Linked DNA regions of Mus musculus: region 1 is linked to region 2. Evidence: chromatin contacts called from public promoter capture Hi-C data. All regions are on one chromosome and are shown on one strand. Each heading gives the region's core, a stretch centred on a gene start, on an enhancer-like site or on the middle of the called end of the contact. The rest is flanking DNA. Distances are from core to core; before and after follow the strand shown. Region 1 holds the start of Fam131b (family with sequence similarity 131, member B). Region 2 holds the start of Dennd11 (DENN domain containing 11).

Region 1 (5,505 bases), core at 782-3,281, 1.9 Mb before region 2:
TAGAACTGCGGTTGTTGCTGGGAACTGAACCTAGGGCCTTGGATATTCTAGGCAAGTGCTCACCCAGGCCTTTTGTAAAATTTCCTTTTGCGATTAAGAGTCTCACAAAGTTAGCAGTGTTGTTCTTGAACTCTCTACGTAACCCAGCCATGACTGAACTCAATCTTTCTGCTCTGCCTCCCGAACAATTTATGTTAAGCAGATAACAAGTGTAAAAGCAGATGAAATTTTAAATATTTTACATATATATATATATATATATATATATATATATATATATATATATATGATCTATACTGTCAAATTGTCTTCCAGGAAGTTTGCTTTGGTTATGAAAACTGGAACTCATTAGCCTTGCCTCAAAAGATCCAGAGAATGGGACAGAATGCCCCATGTGCTGAGAAGTAACTGTCATTGCAGGGACCAGAAGGCAGCTGGGCAGATCAAATTCCCAGACCTTCTAAATTCACCTCCCAGATCTGCAGTTAGTGCCAGTTTCTGATAGAGTTTGCAAGTGGCCCTTCAAATCTGCGACTTGGATTTAATCCTTGAATTCATATGGTAATGCTATTTGGATACAAGGTCTTAGAGCAATAGTAAGGATTAGTGAAGGTCACAGAGGTTGGCACTAGAGGCTTTATGAAAGAGGCTGAAGCTAACATATTCATCCTGTCTCATCATATCATCTCCTCGAAGTGTTACAATGCATCAAAGCCCTTAGGACACTTGCAGCAGTTGCAAACACTAAGTTCTTGGCCTTTCCAGCCTCCAAACTTCCAATCTTTATAAACTTCCTGGTCTCAGGAATTTTGTTATAGTACCAAAATGAGCAAAAATATCTATCCTCTCCCATATCTTCATCTGGGATGTCATCAGACGTAATTCCTCAATCATAATCTAAATGTCACAAACTTACACGTGTAAGGCATGCCCTTTTTCTCTGCCTCAAACCCACAAGGCCTCCTGCCCCTCTTCCTCTCTAATCCCAGGAAAGAGACAAAAACCTATGGAAAACAAGCTGGCCCAGAATTAGTGTTTGCTTTTTGTTGTTACCATTGTTGTCAATGGTACCACCCAGACCCGCTTGCCCAAGGTTTGCAGTTACTGGTTCGACTAAGAGGAAATGGTCTCCTTGTCCTTCCTAGTGTGTCTTCTAGACTCTTCTTGCCAGTTGAAATAGTGCCTGCTGACTCTCCCAACTCAGATCTCCCTTTCCTTTCCCATGGGGCCCTTGGTGTAGTGCTGACCCTTCTCGGCAGGGGGCAGTATTCTCCCTTTTGCTGCTTCCGGACATCCACATAAAGCTCAGAAAAGTTAAATTCTGATTTAAAGCCATGTCTTGCGGCCGGTTTCCGATCCTGATATTTTCATTTCCCTACAGCTGCAATAGAATTATTCCCATTCTCCTCCCATCCGGACCCAAGCCTAGAGCTAGAATACTTGCACCATCCCCACACCCATCCCAAAACAGCTAGAGGACAGGGAAGCATCTCGCAGCATCCACTGGCAAAGACTTCACAATATGTTTGGGTGGGCAAAGCAACGCACGTGAAACGCCGGGCAACCAGAACAGCATCCAATCCCGATTCGTGCGTCCCAGATGCAGCATCAGGAAGAAAACAAATGTTTGCGGAATTTGGTACCCAAGGCCAAGCAGGGTGTTCTCTCATCTCCGCCCCACTTTCTCTCTCGGCCTTCTCACCCCGCAGCCCTCAAAGTCCATCAAGCATATCCTAAGGGTGGGCCCTGGCTTCCTGACCGGGCTCCTGAGACAAGCGGGTTATTATCCACATTCTCCATCAGCATCTCCCGGGAGAACTCAGCGGGGATGGCGAGGAGCTCAGGGGCGGGGGTTGCGAAGGACAGGCGGAGGGACGTGGTTGCAGCGCGGCGAGGGGCGCGGGGAGCGCGGTGCCCGGTCGGGGGCAGGGCGGGGAGGCTCTGCGCGCAGCCAATCCCCGAGCAGCCCCCTCCCCGGCCGCGGAGAGCTGAGCGGGGCGGGGGAGCCAGGCGGTGGCGGCGGCGGCAGCGGCGGCGACGGAGGCTGCCGTGGGGAGGGATGGAGAGGGGAGGGGGGAGCGGAGCCGAGCGGAGACAGCCGCGGCGCTGCAGAGCGGCTGGGGCGGCGGCGCGGTTCCCGGTGCTCCCCCCGGCGAGGGCCCCGAGTCGGTGAGGGCCGGGACCCGGCGGCCCCCGGAGCCATGGGCTGCATCGGCTCGCGGACTGTGGGTGGGTACCGCAGCCCGGCGCGGGTCAGGGGCAAGCTCGCCCCGGGGCGCTCCTCCGGCCCCCTCCCCCATCCCCATCCTTGCCCCTGGGGACCTCCCTCCGCGCCCGCCCGGCCCTGCCTCGCGCCTTTACTTTCCCTCCATCCGCTAAGGTCCCTCTATCCTTGTGCCCTCGCGCCTCCAGGGCTTCCATCCCTCTCAGCTCATAGCCTTCTCTCCATCGCCCTCCCGCAGGCGCGGTCCTTCCCTGGTAGCCTCTCCACAGCATCCTTCGCGGCTCAGTCGCTGTTCCCTACTCCCGATGGCCCCATCCCTCCACCTTCAGGCCATTCGCGTCTACTCTGCTGTAGCCAGAGCCTCCCCGAGCCCTTCTTTCGGGAGCAGCCCCTCTTCTCAGAACCTCCTCTCCAGCCTCATCCCTGACTTTCTTCCGCACGCCCCCTCCCATCTTCACCCTCTTCTCCATATGGCATGTGTGTTTTGCCCCCAACCATTTCCCTCTTGGTAGCCTTTTCCCGTCGCTCCTGCCTCCCCCCGATTTGCTTTGTTCACGTGCATTTTCCCTCTGGGGCGGGGGCGGGAAGAGCGTGTGCCACCGGGAGGGAATGGGTTCCACGCTTGGAGGGAATGGTCTTGGGCCGGGGTGCTCTGGAAGAGCCGTGGACTCAGGGAGGAGGTGGAGGTTTACCTCCCCGAGAGAGGTCGGGAGTCCGCTTCCCAGAGGGTGGGGTCCGCCTAGGAACCCTGGGACCCGCCTGCACCTGTCAGCGGGGGCAGGCGGAGCAGGGCCGGCTTTTTATTTACCTTTGGCAGGGGGAGGGAAGAAAGGCGCTTCCTTAATGGTCCTCTCCTTCCAGCCCCTGCCTTACTACCGCCCCCTACCCCCACCCTACGCATCCATTCCACTTTAGGGCTGAACACATTAGTACAGTCCTCTCCCAAACCCCCCAATTTTCCCCTTCCTAACTCCCAATTTCTCCCGCCTACACGCCCTAGTGACCTCAGGCTGAGAGAATAATTCGTATTATTATTACAAACAAACTACACTCTCCGGAAGCCTGATTTCTGAGACCCGGTTTATTTCCATGGAGACCCTCCTCTGCTTTTACCTCTTTCCCTGTTCTCCTCCCCTCCATCTCCCTGCCCCCTAAGGCTCTGACTCAGCTCCCCCTCTTCCTCAAAGGCCACCCCCTCCCTCCCCTCGCTCCCACTCTTCTCCGAGAGAGCTTGCTCTGCCTGCCCCATTACTGATAGGTCCAGATGTCTTTCTGACCTAGCCACAGGTCCTAGTCCTGTCTCTCATCGTTTCACAAGATCCCAAGAGAAGGCATAACAACTTTGGATGTGTGGCAGCCCAGCCCTACCTGTCAGTCCCTGGGACCGCCATCCCCTTTGTTTGTCGCCAGTTCTATTGCTGCATGCTGGATGCTTCTTCCTGCCCAAGACCTAGTCAGTGCACTTCTTTAAAAAAAGGGGGGGGGGGGGGACCTATGATCCTAAACCCAAAAAGCAAAAGTTCATGTAAGCAAGGGCGGATGGCTGCCACCCGATTATTCTTGAATCTCTCTGTAAATACTCAAGGAATTCTTCCCCAAGAGTTACAGAGGAAACCTTGCACTTAGGTCAGGAATCTCCCTCCTGGTTCCCGACTTTTTCACCAGTTCTCAAAGTGTCCTGTCCACCTCTGCCATTGTTTTCTGTCTTCTCACCTTAAATTTCTGTTCTTTTAGCTCTGAAATTATGAAGTCCTCTTGTTTCTTGTTACTATCTCTATTTCCTGAATCTATTCCCTGTCCCCCAAGAGAATTGGGCTCAAAGCATCCATCTCATCTTGGAGCCCTCTGGCTCTCTGGGAAACAGTCCTAAGTTTTCACCTCCCAGCTGCCTCTATCCCCAGTATCATCCTGTCAACCAAGTTCCTGCCGCTTAGGAAGGCCTTGAGGGAGGGGGAAGCCTCATTCCTCTCATCCCTCAAATATCAAGTCGAGTAGGTTCCCCTAGAAAGCTGTGTCCTTGTTTTTAGGGCAGTAATTGATGAGCAGTCTGGATCCAATAAAGACAATCTCAACAATTGCTCAGCACAGAATGGAGAATGGTTTTCCTGATACAGCTTGGTCTTTGACTCCCTCCCTCTCTGTGTAAACAACACCAGAAAAGGCCAGAAAGCTTTTTTTTCCCTAAGTATGCTATTCCCCACTGAGCTGAAAATGAGTGTTTCATTTCACATATTATTTCTCTCTCCAGAAATTAGGGAATGGTAGACATAGAAGGAAATGGATAGTAGGAAGCAGACATTGGGAGACACGGAGGTGTTGAGGGTGGAGGAGGAGGGGCTGGACCCTAGGGTGTGGCCTCTACCTTTTATGGAAAGGGAAGCAGCAAGCCAGTGAAATGAAGGTAAGAAACTAATCTTCTGGCTGCTTTAGGGAACGAAGTGATTGCCGTGGACTGGAAAGGCCTCAAGGATGTTGATCAGATCAACATGGACAGCACCAGCTCGCTGCATGGCAGCAGTCTCCATCGGCCTTCGACAGAGGTAAGGCTGGATGCTTCCGAAGCCCATCCTCTACAATCACCTCCCCCAAGCTCCTAGCTGCTTCACCCATTTCATCATCCCATAAAGCCCCAAGCGGGGAGTCCTCCTCATAGATCCCCCTGCTTCCCTAAAACACACACCAAATGCTCCACACTGAGGTCTTTCTCAGTCTCTGGAAGGTCTGCCTCTCTATGCACATCTGGAAGTTCCTCAGAGGAAGGCAGGATTATTTGCGTTACTAGAGGTGCCCAGATACCATCCCCTCTCCTCTCTCCTACAGCAAACACGAACAGATTTCTCCTGGGACGGCATCAATGTGAGTGCAGCTACCCCTAGCCCTTCTCAATCTCCCTTGACCCTTCTTTTCTTTTGTTCTGGGACTTTCTATAGACAGGCTATTCTGCTGATCCCCCAGTATGTACCAGGTATATACTCCCTTGGTTTTCTTTGTCGATTGCTGCCTTGGGTATCTATCTTCCTGGGAGCCAGAAACTCTATTCTGTATGTAAGGCACCCCGAGCCTTCTTATTCCTCTGCCTATTCTCTTACCTTCCCTGTCCTAGCTTTCCATGGAGGACACCACTTCCATCCTTCCGAAGCTTAAGCGAAACTCTAATGCCTATGGCATTGGGGCCCTGGCCAAGTCATCATTCTCAGGTGAGACTCCAAACCTGGAACTGGGACTGCTGTCAGGTTCCTCTTTGTTCCTCTTTTCCTTAAGCCTGATGGGGTTCATGCCCA
Region 2 (6,196 bases), core at 3,144-5,643:
GACACCTTGATTGTATCTGTCAGGCATCATCTGACTTCCTTTTCCTCTCTTTGTTTGTTTGTTTGTTTTGTTTTGGAGACATGGTCTCTTGCTGGTCTCCACAGCAGTGGCAGAATCCGCTTCTCTCACTCTCTCTCTGCCTGTCCAACGCAGCAGGGATTGCGGCAGTGTGCCACCATGCCTGGCTTCTTAAATGCACATTCTAGGAATCAAGTGCAGGTCCTCAGGCTTAAAAGCTATCTCCCAGACTGATTAATCTTTTGCCATTAATATCTACTTATTAAAGTGTCTAAAATAATGTTCAAGTAATGTTTAAAATAAACTACCTATAATCAAATATACAAATGAATGCATGTATCTTAAACTCTGATCCATAAAGTGCTGGGATGACTTCTCTCCAGTCCCAGCCTCTATAAAACATGGAGTTCCCTCGGCTCAGTCCCCTGCACTTTGATCTGAATTCGCTTCCCTAGAGCGCCATTGCTGAAGACGCTACCTACAGCCACCAGCCTTGGGATTTACAAGTATACCACAGTCCTCCTTCTCGGTCTTCAGCTTGTCATTGATCTTATTGCAGCTCGCTCCGCCTACGGAAGAGGCTCCTGTCTCACAGGAAGAGGCTCCTGTCTCACATGTCGCAAGTCTCCCCCTCACATCCTCCTCCTGCGTTGTTGTCACATCTCAGTAAAGACATGAATGGGAACGACTCACTTTCTCTGAAATCGAATATCCATCCCTAAAGACCAGGCTCATAACAGGTATCTGTATCCAGCAGCTAATGGGCTCTCTCTAAAGAGTAAGATCATGATATTCTTATATTCAGACCTTCCCAAGTCTCCCATTAGTGTGGATGTCGTGGAAAAATAGACAACAGCTAAAATGCCTAATCAGCAAACGTAGTAATTTAACATTGTGCTCTAAGTGGATTACAACTCAGAGAAAGTAAAGGAATAATTCTATAAGCACACACAAATATAAGCTGGTCAGTGAGAAAATGGTAAGCATCACATCATAGCAAGACTGGGTAAGATGAAGACAGTTAATGGACAGGCATGGTCTAAAGAGGAAAGACAAATTTCTAGCACATATTTTGAAAAAAAAATGAAATTCAACCATAAACCATAAACATACATCAAGAGCCTAATAAAAAAGAAGAATGCACTTGAACCCAGTTGGCCACGTCCGGCAGTTATCACAAGTCAGCAACCAGAATGGCTGACTGCCCTCCCTTACCCCATGTTTTATTTATTGTCTGCTTTTCCTGCTGGGTTGTGAGTTTGAGAGAAGAGACGCATCTGTCTTTTTTATATCTCTCCCATTATGTGCTCAGGGCTGAAGGTTACAGAGCTTTACAGTAAGAGTGAAATTCGGGCAAAACTTACGACACAACAGAAGGGGAAGAGCTTTACTTTCCAGCAATGGCAGATGGTGATATAAATGATCCGACTCTCACATAACACTAGCCACAAAAATAATTCATGTAGTTTTCCGTGATAGGATACCAAAATGTTCATGATCTGATGTAAGGGAGAAAAGAAAACAAATCTAACATTGAGCATACTCTAAACAAACAAACAAACACAGAAAGAAACTATCTAATAAATATCTGTTTAAGACAAGCCATTGAATTCCCTTGCTGGTATAGCCCCATATAAAACAGTAAAGCAGCCTCCTACAGAGAGAGCTAGATAAGGAAATTTCTTGTTTTGAATTTGTCACTAGAGGGGCTGGGGGTGAGAAAAAACTCCCAGCTAAGACTTTGGATCGCAGGCTGCTGATTCAGATAGTTTTTCCTTTGAAGTCACAGCACCAGCAGCTTCCAGGGAACTTCAAGCATGGCTTTTACTCAGCGTAGTCCCTGGTTGGGTTGGTGGTTCCTTCCCACTTCTGACAATGCCACCAGGAATCTCTTCTGTGACAACCAGACCTCAGTGACAACTGTCAGACACCACAACATGTTTATACACAGTTGCGTTCTGTGCTCTAGAACTGATGAGCTAAGACAATTTAAGACTTTACATCTATGTGATGACATGGTAGACTAAAAATATTCTGTATTTTATGTGATGGAGATATATTTAGTATTTGGGAGACCAAAAGATTTTATTTAAAATGTAGACATGGTGTTCTAAGTGAACACATTTCAAAATACTCTGCCAGCTGAGTATCTTTGAAAATAAGTGACCTTTCTCCCATCTCATCTCAAACACTTGTTCCCAAGCAGAAGTGTTCTAACAGCCAGACTCAATGTCTCTATCATCATGTGACAATTCAGTAGATACAAAGGTTAATCTGGGGGTCAGGTATAAAGGCCTCTTTCAGATTGTGAATGTGTGTGTGCTAAAAGAGTGTTATCGCCCTCACAAACAGTTTTGAGCACCTACCATGGGCACAATACTAGATAAAGCCTGGCAGAGGGCCTGCAGCATCGGAGTGTAAGTTTCTGCTTCCACTTCCTGAGCTGACAGATACCTGTTGAGCAATATTATGCAAAGCACCAGGAATATATTATTAGGCTCCATGGTTGGTGAACTAGAATATGCTGAAGACAGAACATGGCTGTCAGTTTGAAAACTGCTTTTATGTACAGAGAGGTGGTTGGTATGGACATTACAAGTTGATTTATCGGTATATATGTAGGACATTAAATTAGGGGGTGGTGGGAGAGGTAGACATTGCCAAACAACAACAACAACAACAACAACAACAACAACCCAGGAAAGTATTTTTCTCAAGTAAGAAAGAAAAATACCAGCCGGACGGTGATGGTGCCCACACCTTTAATCCCAGCATTTGGGAGGCAAAGGCAGGAGGATCTCTGAGTTCCAGGCTAGCCTGGTCTATAGAGAGAGTCCCAGGACAGCCAGGACTACATAGAGAAAGTGCCTCAAACAAAACAAAACAAAAACAAGAAGAAAAACACCAAAAACAAACAACACAACTATTAAAAAAGAGAAAGGAAGGAAGGAAGGAAGGAAGAAAGAAAAAGAAAAGAAAGAACCGACCAACCCATTTGCCCTAAAACCGGTGACTTTGGAAAGTGGTTAAGGATTATCTATCAACCGAGTTTTGTATCTAAAAATAGAATCTTGTACTTCTCAACTTCAGCTTTGGCTGTGCCTCAGTTTCTGAAGTAGTGGGCTTTGTTGTCTGGCCTTCAGAGTTTGTGCAAAACTCAAGCAGATGTGCCCTTGAATTTAAACTGGATTGTGCCCTAGCCCTGGCTTGGACTGTACATTCCCCAGACTCCCATTTCAGTAATTACTCCATTAATTGAGTGAGGTAGTCACTTAACATGTCTTTAGGGGATGGGGGTTAGGGTGAACTAACTAATGATGATGACAGCAATCACTACTTTTTGGTAAAACGTTTTACTGTTAAGGCGTGAGTCACATATTTGGAACTAGCAGCAGCTGTGGGTAGGCAGTCATTGATGATCCTCTTGGGAACAGGATCAAAGCAGGGAGACCTGGGCTTCACAAAGTCCCTGGAGTTAACAGGTAACACAAAAATTTTACCAAGTCCTTGTCAGAAACATGAGGTGAATTCTATCTAAAAATAATTGTCTCTTGCTATCTTATTTTTTTCATAATTTTAATGGATATTTCTTATGCATACCTCTAAGTTAGTCACCAGATTTACCCCCTTCCAAGAACTGAGAAATTCAAATTTTTATTTGTAAATATTCAGAGGGAATTCATTGGCAATCCTTACTTACCAAAGCCACAGACAGGCTTAAGGGCTGCTTTCCTACTCACTTTTTCCTGCTTATTTTAATGTAGAATGCCCCCCACCCCCACCCCAGCCCTCCAGCTTAATATCTCCAAACTGCATATATGCAAGGAAATAAATTAATGATCACTATCTCGACCAGCCTGTTATATAAATAAAGTTAAATGCCCAATGGCAACCTTACAGTCCTTTTGATCTTGATTTGTGTGTGTATTTGAAACACTTGGGATGTCCTCTGCTTCACTTCCTGACTTGGAGGCAGTTTTCACCAAGCTCTCGGGATTATATAATATATGTGCTCCGCTCCATAATGGTGACGTTCAAAAATTCACAGTGGAATCCTAGTTGGGAAGGCTCTTCAACCCACGCGCAGGTGACAGACTAAGGGATGCGCGTCCTGCACCCTACACTATGGATCAAGAGCACCCACATACAGAGATGCAGAGCTGAAGCCCGGACCAGGCCACGGGGCGCTGAACCCGTGCGGGCCACCTTCCAGAGCTCCGGGACCAAGCAAGTGCGCTGGTGTCCGAGCAGGGGCAGGTGTGGCCAAGCCCAGCGGGCACCCAGAGAGCCTCCGCACCGCAGAAAGCGGCAGGGCGGGCAGGCCCGGAGGGGAGTGCCCGCAGCCTGCCCCGCCCCTCGCGCCCCGGCTCCGCCTCGCCTCGCCATGGTGGAGCAGGGAGACGCGGCGCCGCTGCTGCGCTGGGCCGAGGGCCCCGCGGTCTCTGTGCCGCAGGACCCCGCGCTGCAAGCTGGAGGATGGGTCCGGGGCGGCAGTGGGGAGGGCCGAGTGGCCGCGGAGGCGCCCCGAAGGCGGGAACCCGACGAGCCAGCTCCCCCCGAAGTGCTGCTGCAGCCGGGGCGCCTAGAGCTAGGCGACGTAGAGGAGGACCAGGTGGTGGCCGTGTTCGTGGTCACCTTCGATCCTCGCTCCGGTGAGAGCCACTTAGGGATGGAAGGATTGGGGGGGGGCGGTGGGGGAGACTGCACACTGGGTTTCGGGGGCGCGGGGGAGGGACTCGCTGCGCACGCACTCGCACCCACACACCTGCATCCCTCCCTGCCCGGGGGTCCCGGGGCACGGGGGCGCTGTGTCTCCAGACTGGAGCCGAGGGATCCCGGGGGCTTTGTTCCGCCCCCTGCTCCGTCCCGCCGCCGCTCTCAGCTCCGCTCCGCCGCCTAGTCGCCGCTCTCCTATTTGCTCCGCTTCAGTGCGGGAGGATTGGTTTGCGGCAGCGGGCACATTGGCTTTTGTTTTCTCTGTTTTCCTGCTGGGCTGAAAGGTTCTTATAGACGCCGAGAGGAAGACACCCCCCCCCCTCCCGCGTACGTCGCCTCCCACGAGGGTTCAGAACGACCCTGCTCTGCGCCTGCCCTTGCTCCGGATTGCTCCCTGCGCCGTAACTTTCCCAGCCGCCTAGTTCACTTTCTCCGAAGGCTTCATTTTTAGGAATTAACGTGAGAGCGTTAGGGGATGGGGCTGGAGAAGCTTTCGCTGGCAGGCTGCCTTTCTGGGAAGACTCACTGGCTGTGTCACACCGTCTCTACCCTAGCCACCCACTCCGGGGTGGGGAGTGCGTTGCAACAGTAGGCGGTTCCGCGAGGGGATAAAAGTGAACGAATGGCTGTGGGCTCCAGCTTAAGGCATTGGAATCCCCCAGCTGCTTATTTGAGGAAGAGGAATGCTCGGATGCTTCTTCCTCGATTTCTCCTTTGAGCTGCTAGCGTGAGGAGCTGGTGTTTGTGAGGGAAGGATGGTTTTCTTCCTTCTGGAAGTTCCCAGCCAGTCTTCCAACCCTGAGAGGATGGATGGGCTAGGAAGAAGAAATAGGATTATGTGCCAGGTACTTCAGAGATGATGGATGCTGGTGGCTTCTAGGGTGGGTGGCTTAACCATGGTCAACGATTCTGAGCCAGCAAACAGGCTCCTTACAAAGGCGAATGCCCTATTCCTAGCGGCAGGACTTGTGGGAAGAACTCAGCCCCCACCCCCATCCCGTCTACTTGTTGCCTTATCCCACAGTCTTTCAAACTTTTCTGACTTTAACCTGCCATATCGAATTAAATTTGCATCACAACCAGAACATTCAAACTAAGGGAAGCCCGAGTTTCCTGATAGGAAACTCAGTATTGGCCCCCTCCGTGCTTATTAATGGTCATCACACATACTGCCCTGACTCATACAGTCAGGATTTGTGCTCAGGTAAATCGAGGCAAGCTTGAGAGTCACCCGAGGTTCAGAACTGGGAACGAGACATTAATGGCTTTCTGACTGCATAATGGTAGCTGTCTGGTGATAGAGTCTAGGGAAAGGAGGGGGGAAGGAAATCTCACACTAGTCACAGGTAGAGCTGATAAAATGGATTATCGATCCATTACTCTCATTGATTACGGAGATTGAGGCCCTTGTAGGGGCTCCCATATCTTTCCATTCACAGCTGGTGACTGGCTTTCTGGTTTA

What was found. Promoter capture Hi-C pulls out the DNA fragments that hold promoters and counts their contacts.
Region 1: a promoter capture Hi-C map of embryonic stem cells shows a contact between it and region 2, with 5 read pairs. The contact joins the promoter of Fam131b here to the promoter of Dennd11 in region 2. A contact is called at or near these places in 2 of 39 promoter capture datasets (cranial neural crest and embryonic stem cells) and 1 of 9 other capture datasets (liver).

Annotation. Positions count from the first base shown.
Region 1 is chr6:42,321,166-42,326,670 of GRCm38.p6, reverse strand. It overlaps Fam131b (family with sequence similarity 131, member B), which reads left to right and starts at 2,031. Exons shown (of 7, transcript NM_029528.5): 1 at 2,031-2,229; 2 at 4,655-4,764; 3 at 5,045-5,080; 4 at 5,328-5,421. The coding sequence starts at 2,202.
Region 2 is chr6:40,434,332-40,440,527 of GRCm38.p6, reverse strand. Dennd11 (DENN domain containing 11) reads left to right here and starts at 4,393. Exons shown (of 9, transcript NM_001356375.1): 1 at 4,393-4,670. The coding sequence starts at 4,403. It also overlaps a transcript of Wee2 not described here.